Regions from separate parts of the Mus musculus genome. Here region 1 is linked to region 2. Evidence: chromatin contacts called from public Hi-C data. All regions are on one chromosome and are shown on one strand. Each heading gives the region's core, a stretch centred on a gene start, on an enhancer-like site or on the middle of the called end of the contact. The rest is flanking DNA. Distances are from core to core; before and after follow the strand shown.

Region 1 (4,136 bases), core at 1,137-3,636, 110 kb before region 2:
GTTCTGAACCTGCCATGGGGATTTCTGTTAAACAGCTATTAGCAGTGACTAAAACTTCTAATCCCCCCATTTTGCCTTTATTAGCACATACAATTATCAGGCTCTTTCATTAGGGCACTGTGGAAAAACTATCTTCATTCTGAACAACCCCTTTAAAAACAGAGCTGGAATTTTTACAGAAATATCAATTCAGTCATTTTGTCTGTATTTTACTGGACATGACTTTAGCTATCAGGGTAACTGGTATCTCTTACAGAGTGTGAGAAACTTCAGAGGGCCTGGAATGGAGCCATTACTAAGACAACTACTTAGAATAGAAAACAAGCTTTCTTTAGTTCATTAGAGACAAGGGCAGATATTTTAGCTCATTCCTGGAAAGAAAAATAGAATCTGTTTTGAGGAGTAATATAGTAGTTGCATATGGAATGGGACTCATACAACATGGGTAATTACTAAATCTAATATCATGGCACCTTTGCCCAAACTTAATAAAGACAACCAAAATACCTGTCCTGAATGCTGAAAACCACAGGGCAAAGAGATACACACCTATCAGTGATTCCTGCAGGCTTTGTGTGCACGCACAGGGCCTATTGTGGGTAGTTTCTGAGACAACCCCCTCCTCCAGGTCTCTTCCTAACTCTTGTCTCAAATTCAACTATTCAAGCTCTCAGTTTCAGTGCCATTGAAAGAAAGCCTACTAAGGAAGGACTTTTAGCCTTTACTTGGTTGGGCTCAGCTCTGGCTCCCTGTGTTTCATTAGTTTAAGGACCAAGAAAAGAGGGAGGGGTTAACTCTACTTACTTATGAATCTATCACAGCTTTCACCAGGAAAGAGAATTCAGTAGGGACTGCTTTGCTCACAGGATTCACCCGCCTGGACTGGGATGTTTCTGAACCCTGGGATTTTATGAGGGAAAATTTTAAACCCTCAGTGTCTAAGGTAGGGAATGGAAGGCCTGAAGCTCAGGTTTCTTATCCATAATATTTGTTCAAATTTCCAATTTAAGCTTTCACAAGCATAAATGGTTCCTAAAAATGAGAAATGATATCCACTAATAATCTCTTTAAATATAAATATAAGTGAGAAAAATTAAAAAATTGGGTAATAGAAGTCACTCAATGACATACCACAAACACCCCCCTCCAAAAAACTGTAAAAAAATCTGTTCTTTTTTCTTATATTTTCAAGCATGTCCAACCTTTCTTTGTCTATAGACATATGTGGCCAAGGACAGATATGAATATGGTCCAACACAAAATCATAAACTTAATTAAAACAGTATAACAACTTTAATAATTTTTAAATAACTTGGAAGCTTGGTAATTGAGCATAAAATTTATTGAATACACTGTAATATGTCTCCATAGGTAAGAGTGCCTACCACTGAACTGAAAGACCTGACTTTAATTCCTGGTACTCACATCATGGAAGGATATGGGGGATGAGTCCAGCTGATTGCCCTCTGAGCTGTTATGTATGTGCATGCGTGCACGCACACACACATACACCCACTTACTCAAACAAAATTCATAAAGAACTGTACAATACAGCACCATGTCACAGTTCAAACAGATTGGACACACCTAGTAGATATTTCCATTTTGAGGGTAAAATTATGGATGTTCAATACGAAGACTGGCTTAGCTCAGAGACAGAGGTTTGAGGCTAGTCACACTACTGTTTGTTGAGCTTCTGGGATAATGCAGGAATTAGGTGGTAGGCAATTCTTGTAACAGCTTTAAATTAATCACTAGATGCTACCATGCCAACTGTGGCATCTGGAGAAAGAAAAGACCCACACTTTATTCAAAACTTCACAAAGATCAGGTCTAAAGTTCTGATTTTTTTCTGTGTAACGGACATTATTCCAACCAGAAAAAGAAACTCCCACTTGATTTCTCTCTTAAATTTAAATGGAAGCAGGAGGGTGGGACATGGGCTTAGTCTGTGCTGGGCTCTGGGTTCAAGTGCTAGTATAAAAGAGAATAAGCAAACAAAAAGAAAACAAAAGTCCATTTGCAGGTTTAAACTTTCAGAAATATTAACAGTGGGAGAAATTTGATCAAAATACTTTGATGGAAATGGTATCATGTAGCTCTTTATAGTAGAAAAGTTTACTGATGTTACTGAAAATACTCTAAAGTATTCTTTATATGGCTTAACTAAACTGTTAGAATTGTATTTAACACAATGAAATCCTGAAATTACAAGTAACGGTGAGGCCACTAACTCGTGGATTGCATACAGCACAGAGGCAGGATGGCTGTTACAAGCCAGAGCTGCAGAGTGGAGTAGCAGGACTGCTGCACACACTGTACTGTGATCAACCGCATGTGTGGCTCAACCTCGGTAATGAGTAGATGAGACAACATACCTTAATCATTTGGCGTGGCACTCATCAGCCCTCACAGGCTCTGGCGTTCAGCCCATGCCGGCAGGGATTAGAGGCCACATCTGTTCACTCTGAAATCCATGCGGTCTGCTCCCCGGCTTCTCTGTTTTCAGGCTGAGGTCAACGCCACTGCTGTCACTTAACATGCTTGTCATTATTAATAAGAGATTTTTAGGAGTTCTAAAAACTCCATGGTTTGATGAACAGGATGAGAATAGTAGCCACGGTCAAGATTTCTGCAGGATTTGAATGTCATGGAATGAAGAAACGCTATGAAGACCTATGAGCTACCTATGGCTACCAGACCATTTGGGGTTCCACTGACTGATGTGATACCAAAGACAGAGGCGAGGCAGTTTTCAGATGCACAAAATTGAAGGCAGAGAAAATACGGTATTTCTAAAGCATGCATCAATGAAGGATGCCTTTTTATTTTTAATTGTTCTTTCCCAAACTTTTAAACTTTACGTCCAATGGAATATTCTCAATTTGCTATGCTTTGTTCTCTTCTTTCAAATACTGTAACTGGCTAGATTCCAGATAGAATACTTATCCTCAAATGCCTTCCAACGAGGCCTGCCAGATTCTGTGGCTCAGAAGTAATTTAAAAGTAGAAATGTGTAGCAAATGAGACCTAATGGAAAACACTGGATGCCTCATATTCAAAAGGTCACTTCTTTTGTTTTCTGGGAGCAATGGGCAATGTACATATGAACGTGTATCTTAACACACAAAGACACCCCCCCATACACACAAGACAGAAAATGATAATTCAATCTCCATGTGTTTTCTCTCAATCTTTGTACATAACAATTGGCAATGGTAAGTATTTGGATATATGCATATACATGCATGCACAGGCACCCATCCGTACACACACACACACACACACACACACGACTGTGCCTTTCAAAAGAAAAGAAAATGTACACTGTACTTCAATGACCAACCAGACTCTCTGAGCGAAGATGAACGGGTAAAATGAAATTAGCACAATCTTTGCTTTATGCAGTTAACGGTAGGATGATGCTTACTTTTAACTGCTTGGACTTCTTTCTTAAATAAGGATTAATTCTAAATATAATGAGTTAACTCGCAATAAGGACTAGCCAGGTAGAAAGCTGCCCATCATCAAGGCTCAAGCAAAAGCCAGTCAAGGGGACGACTATATAGGCACGGATTAGTGTTGCCCATGGATTTCACCCCTCTCCTCCTCTGGGATTGGTTCAATGCTTTCAAACATCCAGGAAATGATGACTAAAGACCAGGGACCTTGCTACATACTACATAGACAACAAAGCAGGATGGATCCAGTTCTCTCTTCCCAGAGCTGAGAATCCAGCAGGGGAAGACAAAACACAAGGACTCACAAACATGGCTGAACTCTGGGACGATGTGTGGAGAAAGGTGGAGAGTAAGGCCAATAAGATATTTCTCAAACCATCTGAGAGACATGAACTTCCCAACACAAGGGGACGAAGCAGGATGCTCCCAGCAGGGAAAGATGTGAGGGCCATGAAGGAAAGTCAGGGCATCTGAAAGGCAAATCCGATGAGAGAAGGCAGAGAAGTTACCTCAGAGGAGACAATGAAGCACTGATGGAGTTCATCCTAAGGGTAATGGCTACTATGGAAAGATCTTAAACTATGAGATCATTAGAGCCAGGCAGGAATTACAGACGACATTTCCTGGGAAGAGGAAGGCAGGACGACCAGATGGAAGGAGCAAGAGAGAGAGAAG
Region 2 (3,773 bases), core at 245-2,744:
GTTATGTTACTGTCCTGGAGTGGTACAGTAGAGACCCATCCTTGAGGGCTGCTTTAGAAGGCAGATAACTTCAGGAAACTAGTTTGAGTTGCTCTGCTCTTCAAGACTGTTACCTTCCCCTCTTATAGATGAAGGATAAACCTGCCAAGGTCACCTAAGAGAGTGGGAGAACCAGTTAGAGCCAAGCACACATGAGTTCTGCTCACTGGCTTGACCCAATGAGCCGCATCAGCTTGCTCTCTCTCTCTCTCTCTCTCTCTCTCTCTCTCTCTCTCTCTCTCTCTCTCTCTCTCTCCTCTCACCTGCCCTCTTCCTTTAAGGAAAAAGCTTTCCATAAAAGAAAAAGCTTTGCTTTAGCTTTAGTCTCTCCTAAACTCCCGAAAGTATTTCATGACACAAATGGTAGGTAGCATGCCATGATGTCAAACGTGGAATTAAAGCTCCAAGGGAGGACTACATAGATGGAGAATGCTGTTATCACTACTATGTAAATATCACCAATAACAGTACCTACAGAGTGAAGACCCGCGATGTTAAGATGCAGCTTGGTGTCTTTAAAACTCAGCGGCTTTAATAACTCTTCTGCTAGCAAAAGTTTTCCGAACTACGATATGATAAATAAATAAAGCAGATGGTATGATGAAGCATTATGATTTAAACCTCGTCTTTTAAAAATTCAGCAGGAAAAGTCATGTACCTAAAACCCATCTGGAAAAGGATGCCACCCAAAGTAGCTTCATCCCTTGTCTGTCCCTGTCCTAAGAATCCCCTAGAGTTTCCCCAAATATAAAGGAACTGGGAACGCAAGATTTTCCAGACCTCGTTCATACAAGATCTATGGTGATCTAGCTCCTTCAACTGCCCTTATCGGCTACACCTCCCACTCAGACTGGGGAGCTTCCGCAATTGATAGATGAAAGAAACATTATTCAAACGTCCTTTAAAATTTGCAAGAGCCAAACGATCTGAAATTCATTTTTGGGGAAAGGGGAGGGTGGTAGACCGCCCACTGCCAAAGGCGGTTAAAAGCCGCTCTTTAGAGGGCATTTATCCAAAGTGGCCAAACTTTCCCAAAATAGTCCTCAGCCAGCCGGGGGTGGGGGGGGGTGGGGGTGGGGAGGGTGTGGGGGATGAAAAACCAAAACAAAACAACAAGCACACAGAACCATACTGACTGTGCCTCCGGATTACGCAGCGGCTTCTCCCTGCAAAGTGCAAGCCACCCTTGCCACAGTCGCACACCGGGCTGGACCAGAGACGCCCCACTGCGCACCCCTACACACCTGCCTTGGCCAGGGTCGTCCTCTCGCCGTCTACCTGTTGCAGTGCTTGCCACCTCCACGACACCCCTGCTGCGGAGCCCCCCTACATCCAACCACATCCAGGCCAGCAAGTGCCGCTCTCCCTGCAGCGGGAGAGCCCAAGACAGCAGCGCTTGGCGCCCAGGTGACTTGCACAAGCTTCCTCTGAGCAGCCTGAAGTTGGCTCTCTTCTCCCGGGCCCAATGACACCCCGGGTGCGCAGGAGCTGAGGGGAGGGGTCAGGGGCAGGGCCGGGGCGGGCCAAGAGGAGGGGGCGGGCGAAAGCCCCGAGGGGGGAGTGGAAAGCCGGCCCTTTTAAACCGGGTCACATGTCCAGAAAGTTCAGGTCGCTGTCCCGCCCGCTGGAGCCATTTCCATTGGCCAAGGGGGAAACAAGGCTCCACGCTGTGCGGGCCAGGCGCGCTTCTCATTGGGCAACAGGGGCTGTCAGTCACCAGGCGGGCGACATGACTGATACAAAGTTGCTGCGACACAGCCTGGACTCCGCAGCTTCCTTAAAGCCGCAGAGGCGGCGAGTTCTCCTGGTTCCCGGAGGTGGCCCCGACCGGGCAACCCCTGCACACGCTACCCTTTAGCCCACTCTGCTCCTTCGCCCCAAACTTCTCACCTACACAACTGTCGCCCCCCCCCCACCCTCCCTGGCGACCACAGCAATCTGGAGAGAAGGGGAAAGCATGGTGACGCTAGAGCAGCCTAGATGGTGAGCCCTTGCTCTCTCCACCTGCAGCGCCAGGTGAGCCACAGCGGTGCACACCCGGCGCCTCCCACAGCGTCCTCAGGCCTAGGACTGCTCGGGTGGGTGTCCCCGGGACCCCTGAAGCTCTGCTCCCGCCCCCTCCCGTTCTCAGAGTTACCTTCCCGCCGAGCAGCCTTAATCTCCGCTGTCGGAGAGACAGAGGATCTCGTTCCCACTCGATTTCAGTTTCCTTGTGTTAACCACGCAGGAAAAGCGGGTGCTTTCAGTGCAGCCAAACCCCTTTAAACACAGCCTTCCTTCCACCCCACCCCCTGCCAAAAAAAAAAAAAAAAGTGCCAGGGTCAAGAGCTGAGGCGCCTGATAATTTTGTTACTGTACTTATACTACTTTAGTCCTGGATTTTTCCACTAGTTCAATATGCAAGAAAGCTTACTATCTCGAGGATATTCACTTTATAATGTGTGAAAGGGGTGCACATAATTGGGGCAGGTATACTGGATGAGGGGAGACACTAAAACTATTTTTTAAGGATCGTTTGTCTGCGCGAAGAAATTTCGACCCCTTTCCTTCGCCCAACCCTGATTTCCCTCCCATCCACCCAAGCACTGCACTTGCTAAGCCGAAAGATGGACTCCTTAACTTTAATTTCTAAGGACTTTTAGACTGGTTTGAGGCTCGTCTTTGGACTCCCCTGCTGGCTGGGAGTCAGCACCAGTGATATACACACCTAAATCTGGTCCCCTGGCCCTTGGCGACCCGCAGGCCGCCGGCGGCAGCTGTGCAGCTTCAGGCTCACCCTCACTCGCCAGGAGCTGAAGCCCCAGAAGGAGGAGGGCATCTTGTGCCCAAAGGCCCCTCCTTTCCTTACAGTTAGTTAAACCTCAGGATCCCGGATCCCAAGCCCAAGGAGACTGGAAGTCTCAGTCACTCCAGCAGGACACTCCCCAGAGGCAAAAGAAACTGCAGCGGAGACGACAAGCTGGTTGGGACTCCAGTGCCCATCAGTCGCCAGCGTAGAGCTGGCCCTGGAGCCCCTACACACATGAATCCCCCGCCGAGTGTCCCAACTTTCCCGGGAGGGTAGCTGTCACGCGCGCTGGGAGAGCACTCTCAGCATCGATCACGCCCGGGGCCGCGCGCGGGTGGCGAGCTGGAGCTAGGGGAGTTCCGGACCCGGCGGCCCGGGCTCGCCAAGCAGCAGTGGCTGCAACTCAGCCAGTGTGGGTATTCATTATTAAAGAAATGGACCGGGCTCTTTTTACTAAGTTTTTATCTCCTTTAGGGAGAGCTGGTTTTGCCCTGGATCGAAGCTCCTTGCAAAATCTAGGTTAGAATGGCACGGAGCAGCCTCCGCGCGCTCGCCAGCCTCCCAGCACCCGTGTCCCGGGCCGGCCTGGCGGGCACCTGGTCTACTGCCGGCAGCCCACCTCCTTGAGCCGACCCGCTTCCCCTCTGCACTGGCCCTGGCACCCCGGGGCCTCTCCCTTGCGTTCCTCGGCCCCCTCCCACCACTGTCGGTGCAAAGTGACAGTTGCTGCACTCACCTTTTCTAGGACATGGTAGGGAGACTGGGGCGGGGGAGGGGGCCAGCGAGACTCCCGCCGCCTCCGCCGCTGCCGCCGTCAACAGCAAGTCCAATACCGGCTGATCGGCAATCAGGATGGAGAGGATAGCAATCCTGGCAGTCGCCCTACTGACGGTGGGTACAGTAATAGAGCGACTGTGCAGATACCCTATTGGAGGCGGCGAGCCAG

The links. A called contact is a pair of places that touch in the nucleus more often than the background predicts.
Region 1: a contact with region 2 is called in a Hi-C map of myocytes, with 2.8 times the contacts expected there. The contact joins the enhancer-like site here to the promoter of Nr3c2 in region 2. A contact is called at or near these places in 6 of 39 promoter capture datasets (the 3T3-L1 cell line, the C10 cell line, embryonic stem cells and 1 more), 6 of 484 Hi-C or Micro-C datasets (the AML12 cell line, the C10 cell line, embryonic stem cells and 2 more), 1 of 115 datasets of contacts at active chromatin or transcription factors (pancreatic cancer cells) and 3 of 9 other capture datasets (adipose tissue, liver and pancreatic islet).

The regions. Positions count from the first base shown.
Region 1 is chr8:77,007,886-77,012,021 of GRCm38.p6, reverse strand. All of the region lies in intron 2 of Nr3c2 (nuclear receptor subfamily 3, group C, member 2), which reads right to left. Among named protein-coding and RNA genes, the nearest start is that of Nr3c2, 110 kb to the right of the region's middle. Within about 2 kb of position 2,386, at least 10 of the 459 cell types and tissues checked have an H3K27ac peak or open chromatin away from gene starts, as enhancers often do. A contact at or near this core is called in myocytes, where this site is marked.
Region 2 is chr8:76,900,051-76,903,823 of GRCm38.p6, reverse strand. Nr3c2 (nuclear receptor subfamily 3, group C, member 2) reads right to left here and starts at 1,494. Exons shown (of 9, transcript NM_001083906.2): 1 at 1,284-1,494. It overlaps Gm10649 (predicted gene 10649), which reads left to right and starts at 3,203. Exons shown (of 2, transcript NR_028579.2): 1 at 3,203-3,718.